Linked DNA regions of Sus scrofa: region 1 is linked to region 2. Evidence: chromatin contacts called from public targeted proximity ligation data. All regions are on one chromosome and are shown on one strand. The core of a region is the stretch at or near the end of the contact, and the rest is flanking DNA. Distances in the headings are between cores, read along the strand shown.

Region 1 (3,415 bases), core at 834-3,333, 230 kb after region 2:
TACTTCTTCAGAGTTCAAGTCATTCAGTATTTTCTTAAAGACACATTCCTCATTCCCTACACTAAATCAAATCTCTAGGAAAACACTTCATAGCATTACCACAACTATAACATACATAAGAACAAACATTTCTTAAACACCTACCTTTAGACCAAAGGTAGGTCTAAGTGATGAAGATTCACCAACAGAAAAAACAAAAGCTCTCTTGGACTACATACTTATATGAAGAGAGACAGAAAATAAGCAAACAGACCCCCCCCCAAAAGCAAGGTAATTTCAGATAATGTTTTGGGGACAATAAAACGTGCTGTGATAGAGTGGCTGGGTTTGGAACAAGCCCAAAGGAGACAGTACCGTGCTCATTCCATATCCCACAGTGTGCATATGCCAAAATTTTTAAAAATGAAAAGCCAACAATGACAACAACAAACCAAAGTGCTCTTGATAAGTCAAGAGGGCACTCTTACCCAAGATGAATACACCTTAATCATATCAGATGGGACTAAGGGAATAAACAATCTGTATAGCAAACTATAAAATACCACTCAGAAAATCTCAATAGCCAGTGCTCACTAAGTAGTTCATGATCAACTAGAAGGCAACTTAAAGGTTTTCTGACTTACTTAAAAAGAAAGGAGATATTGACACCCAGGTCCAGTCATGTTTTTCTTAAGAATACGAGCTTGGGTTATCTTAGAGATATGAAGCATTCATTTATTCACTCATTCATTCAATAAGCATTTAATGAGCACCAACCACTTGCCCAGGCGCCATGTACGATGCTGTGTATGAGATCTTAAGAACTGAGAAAACAAAACCTGTACAGTGGCAGTGTTCAGCAAATTGACCACACTTCTCAGAGAGATGGCTGTACATCTAGCCAAACTTAGATGGCAAGGAGATATTTATATCATCTTTGCCAGAAAAAGATATATAATCAGGACTCATTATTCACAGCAGTTGCTTTATTCTATAAAGTCCCCATAAACACTAAACTATAGAATACTGAACCATGGCTCCTAAGGAAATACAAGGCTAGATTCCTGTGAACCTCTGGTTACAACATTTTTGTCTACTTATCAATACATAACCTTATTTTATATGTGTTCCTTTTAAAGACACCGTATTTAACATCTATTGATTCCTTAACATTGAACTTACTGACAACAGCATTATAACTCAAAGGCCTGAACAGAGCTTATCTAACACATGCTACTTTCCAATAAGGTACATCAGGGCCTTCCTGTGCTTAGCAACACTGGGCAGCACTTCAGCACTGCACCTGAGGACCGTTTTAAACAGTGTCATCACCCCCCAAAAAGCACCAAGATGTGAAAAATGTGGCACAAATAGATCACCACAAAAAAAAAGACACTTGTTTACAGTATGAGTGAAGAGAGAAGGAAAGGGAAAGGAGGGGAAGGAAAAAGAGAAGAAAGGAAAGGGAGAGAGAAGAAAAGAAAAGGAAGGAAAAGAAAAAAGACGAGTAAAAGAAAAAGAAGTAGGTCCTGCTGTGGTGCAGTGGGTTAAGAATCCAACTACATCAGCTTGGGTCCCTGGGGAGCCACGGGTTTGATCTCAGCCAGCACAGTGGGTAAAGGATCCAGCATTGCCACAGCTGTGGCGAAAAGAAAAAGAAGAAAAAGAAAATGAAGATATAATTCCTGGCTGTACCACTTACTAGCTGTGTGATCTTAAAAAAAAAAAAATTACTTCATGGCTCCATATCTGTTTCCCCTTCTCTGAAATGATGATAATTATACTACCTACCTCTAGGTGTGGAGTGAAGATGAAGAGTTAACACAAATAAAGCGTTTGGTGCAATGCCTGACACACAGGAAGCAGTATTTAAAGTGTTAGCTATCAAAATAAATTCATAAACACAAAGTACTGGGACATCATCACTCTTTCAGTAAAAATGTGTGATGGGTCCTCAGTAGCTGCAGCTCTCAGCCACCTCCCTCCCTCTTCTCCCCTTCCCTCCCCATCCTTTTTCTTCTTCCTCATCACTTCCTTCCCGCCTGTGCCACACACCCCCCTGGAGGCCCACACAGCGTGTTGAAAGCTCCTCCGCCCACAATAAGTCTGCTGACCAGAGGCCAAGTTTATTCTACAGGCAAGTAGCTCTCATTCCAGAATGAAGACAGCACTTCCTTCAAGCACAGACTGGACAGCTTCTGGAAGGAGCACCCTTCTCTACCGTATACCCAACACTGGCTGCCAAGGACAAACCGACCATCCACAGGCAGAAGGAGCCTTCTTGTTAACTCCGCGGCTCTGCAACTGCCCCTTCTCATGCCAGCAAGGAAGTAGAGCATCACCTTCTTGCCAGCATTACTTCGGTTTTCAGTGGGTCACCAGGGAAGCAAGGTTCCAAAGTAAAGAGAGATGAGGAACCCCATGAGAATGATAACGTCAAGGCGGAGGCCTTCTCCAAGCAAAGCTCCCACATGCATGTCTGAGCTTGGAGGATGTGGCAAGGAAGGCTGGGCCAGGGCCAACAAAAGTAGGAGGGAAGAGATACAATGGCCATCACACAAACAAAAGTTCCTTGGGTGGGGGACAAGGAAGGGTCGGGAGAGAGACACTCAAGCCAGCCCCGAGCTGGCAACATGAAAACCCCTTCCTGCCAAGGTTGCCAAGGATGCACTCCCAAGGCCAAGAGTATGTCATTCAGAGGTCTTCCCAGTGAAGCGTGTGTGGCGCATTCAGAGGCTGGCAGAAACCCTGCCTCAGATCTCCTCTTTGGAGCGTCCTCATCTTTCTGATCAAGACAAGAGGCCCTTTTTCACGGTCTTCATCATATTAGATTCCAGTTAGACACATCTAAACTTCCAAATTGAGCAGAAGAATGCTTTGAAAATCTACTGCCTTCACTGAAAAGGAGAGCTTGGGATTCAGAAAACATCAAATACTTAGCAAATTCGATACGTCCAACTACTGCAAATGACATCCGACAGCTACTCTGGCCATTAGTCCTTGACTTACCACATCTGTCTAGCGTTATAGTAATCGTTCATTCTCCCTTTCAAGGAGCTATGCTGCAGCCATCACATTAGACACGTCCCAGAACGGATTGCACTTAATCTTGCCCCAAATCTCGGAAAGGCTGTTGTTACAAACTATCCCCATTTCACAGTTAAGGAAACTGTGCAAAAAGTAATTTGCCAAAAATCATGTGCAAAGAATGTGGCTGAGCAAGGACCCAAAACCCAAGTCAGCCTGACTTTAATATCCATAGCCTTCCTACTGCATTGCACATAACCAGGCAATTGCCATGGTCTGCACTCTAGGGAACACACACTTGAAATGGTTTTATTTTCTCTCATCCCTCCTGCCTCTTGGGCTACAAGGCATCATATCTTTCAGCCCCTTAATAACATCTGGGCAGATTCTACAACTTCCTGATCACTTT
Region 2 (3,137 bases), core at 482-2,981:
TAAACAAATAAACAAAAAAAATCAAGTGAGGATAATATAGAATCCAAGGGAAGAAAGGCTAAAAGAAAGTCAACCTGGTTGAGTATGCCCTGTGCCACTAAGCTGTTTGGTATGATTTTGATGGAGAAGTCCTGTCCCCACAGCTGAGTCAGGGCTAAGATGCATCCAGTGGCAATAACACCTGGAGATCTTGTCCAAAAGTCTGCAGCCTACTACTTTCTACTTACTTCTGGCCAAAGAAAGATAGGCCTGCTCTGGGAGAGGCTGGGAGAGACAGCACTTTGAACTCCACTATCCCCATAAGGAATTTATTCTCCCTGAGACAGATGGACATGGACTGAGGAGAGGGGTCAATGGTAAGAAGCAGTCTCCATTGCAGAGCCCTGCCACTACTGCAATTGTGAAGGTCAGCTAACTTTATGGGATGTATCATCCAATCGAGCATCAGAGGCCTGTTCTGACCCTGCCTTGGACACTGAGCCCTCTGCACCCCGTGCAGTGGTCTCATCAAGACCAATCACGGACACATTCACCTAAACAAATTGGCTTTTCAAGTGTATTGTGATCTGTGATAAGTATTCACCTAAGAGCCCTTTCTGTACTGGAGATCACTGTAAGGAATTTGGTTAAAATTATTATCGATCAGTAGTATCATTCTATTTAAGCAGAAAAGGATGAAATACATAGAAGCCTTTCAGGCTCGGAGGGACATGGGTTTGAAAGTTGTAATATATTTTTACTTCTTTTTAAACCAAACAAAACCCTATTACATAAGGTCATGAGGAACAGGAAAATAATGGATTATCTCTGCCTCATGTTTCGGCCACTAGTCAGTTTCCAATCCTGTTTGGCAGCTCAGGCTGAGTACATGGAATTCACAGCGGTCTATCCCCTTCCAAAAGGAAAAATAGAAACAAATTAGAGGGTTAATCCTTGCAGTCTGATGAACTCCCACTGTCCGAATCACATGCTGCTGAACAAACAGATTTAAAGGCTCTGTTTGCAAAAAGCATTTTGATTATCACCCAAAGCTGTTTTTTTTTTTTCCTCCAAACCCTCTACTTATGTCATCTTGTAAAACAGACAGTTGGGAAAGTATTAAGGGTTGATCCTGGTTAGGAAGAATGGGTTGTCATAGTTACTGTTTTATAAATATGGGCTCTGGACCAATTCCAATGCTGATCATAGTTAGGAAACATCTTTCTAATTAGATGGCCAGAGAATTAAAGTTACAGACTCTGCTGTCAAACAAGAATAACAAAGGTTTCTTAAATTAAAAAAAAATTAATTTAAAAATATGACGACCAAAATTATTGCTACTCTTAGGAAAGAAATAGGAGCATTTTCCATTTCTGGCAGTAAAATTTTTGGTGAAAAAAATATAAAACACAAAAACTTCTTTTCAATTGGAGCCTAAAAATAATAGGAAAGAAATCCCAAATCAAAGTTGCTACTTGAATGTCCCCTTCCTGCCTAGTTACTTTGTCCCCCAAGATATTTCCATAGAGGAATAAACTGTTACAACTTTAATTATGAATGCCTATGACAATACACTAAGATGGCATAAGACTAGTTCTATCAGATTGCTGACTATATTATTTTGAGGCACGCTTTTTCAAATTTCCATAGGCCTGTTTCTGAGAATGAAGAAGAATGCTGAGAGTTTAACTTGCGGGTGGGGGACGGTGTATTTTCAGCTCAGCAATGATGCAATAATGTAAGCTCACAGAAAGGAGAACCCTCTTGCCTCAAGAGCCAGCTGTGTTCTGTTCAGCCACATCCCTCCATGCCGAGCGCGTTGACCCCTGCCTACTTTAGAAACTGAGATCCAAACCCACGGCTCCTAACAGGTGCTCCACATGAACTTATGGAAGGAATAAACAAGTAAAAAGTTGATCTAAGCACATGGAATGGCTTTCCAAATAAAACACACCAATAGACATGTCGCTATTACGTGCTTCATGTTCAGTGGGACAGTGACAGCAAACTGAAAGGCACTAGATGCTGGAGGCTGAGTCCTAAGTAAAAATACACTCTTTGGATTTGGCAAAGTTTGCTGTTTGCTTCACCCCAGTGTTAGGCAGAAATCCGCAGTCACCCATGGTAACCTGCCAGTGGTAACGTATCAAAACTCTCTTCTACCAAATCTGGTGCCTAAACTACAAAAGAAGAGGCAGGTGCACACGCTACACTCATGGTAACGGGGAGAGAAAAGAGGAGACTGAAATCAAGTAGCCTGGCTTCAAATTCCGCCCGCCCTCTGAGCAGCTCTGTGTTTGTATGGACTCTCTGACCCCAAATGCTTCTTCTGAGAAATGGAGTAAATAATAACACTTATTTTATAGGACTGGGTGAGGTTCAAATGAGGTGTGTGGTAAGTGCTTTATAAACTACAAGGAATAACATAAAATCAGAAAGTCCCAAGTGAATTTTGCTCCTCAGTGCCAAGAGTGTTAGTCTGATGAGGCCACCGTCGCACAATACCACCGAGTAGCTGGCTTCACCAACAGAAATTTATTTTCTCACAGGCTGTGAGGTTAAGGTCAAGGTGCCAGCAGGTCTGGTTCCTCCTGAGGCCAATTTCCTTGGCTTGCGGATGGCCTCCTTCTCTGTCTCTTCACACGACTGTCCCTATGTGAGCAGGCACCCCTGGTGTCTCTCCGTGTGCCCCAAACTCTTCTTATTATAAGACATCAATTAGATTGGGGGTCAAAATCAGGCCTCATTTGAACTTAATCACCCCTTTAAAGGCCCTGTTTCCAAATACAGTCACCTTGTGAGGTACTGGGGTGTAAGGACCTCAATGGCGTCGGGTGGCGGGGAGGGGCAGAATTTAGCCCATGACACCAACTCCATATGTTTTAATAGAAAAATGTGATGAGAGGATGAGATACTGAAACCACACTGAAGGCTGATCTGCTGACTAATTAGCAGAATGCCAGAGTTAAATGATAGCATTTGGAGAGAACAATATATTATAATTGTTAAGAAAACAGGTCCATTACCAAATAACACATTTATTTACACCGATGGCCTCACAACATTAACAGCTAAATGGAGTAGCTAATGAACTTTAGATCATAAGAAATGATTCGTATAGCTGCTCTTTTCCTTGGCTGCTGGAACACAATCTTTCA

Evidence for each region.
Region 1: a targeted proximity ligation map of alveolar macrophages shows a contact between it and region 2. A contact is called at or near these places in 1 of 47 Hi-C or Micro-C datasets (fetal skeletal muscle) and 1 of 2 datasets of targeted methods (alveolar macrophages).

What each region holds. Positions count from the first base shown.
Region 1 is chr4:39,923,013-39,926,427 of Sscrofa11.1, forward strand. No RefSeq gene overlaps it. Among named protein-coding and RNA genes, the nearest start is that of CPQ, 69 kb to the left of the region's middle.
Region 2 is chr4:39,689,635-39,692,771 of Sscrofa11.1, forward strand. The region is part of intron 3 of CPQ (carboxypeptidase Q); the gene reads right to left. Among named protein-coding and RNA genes, the nearest start is that of CPQ, 160 kb to the right of the region's middle.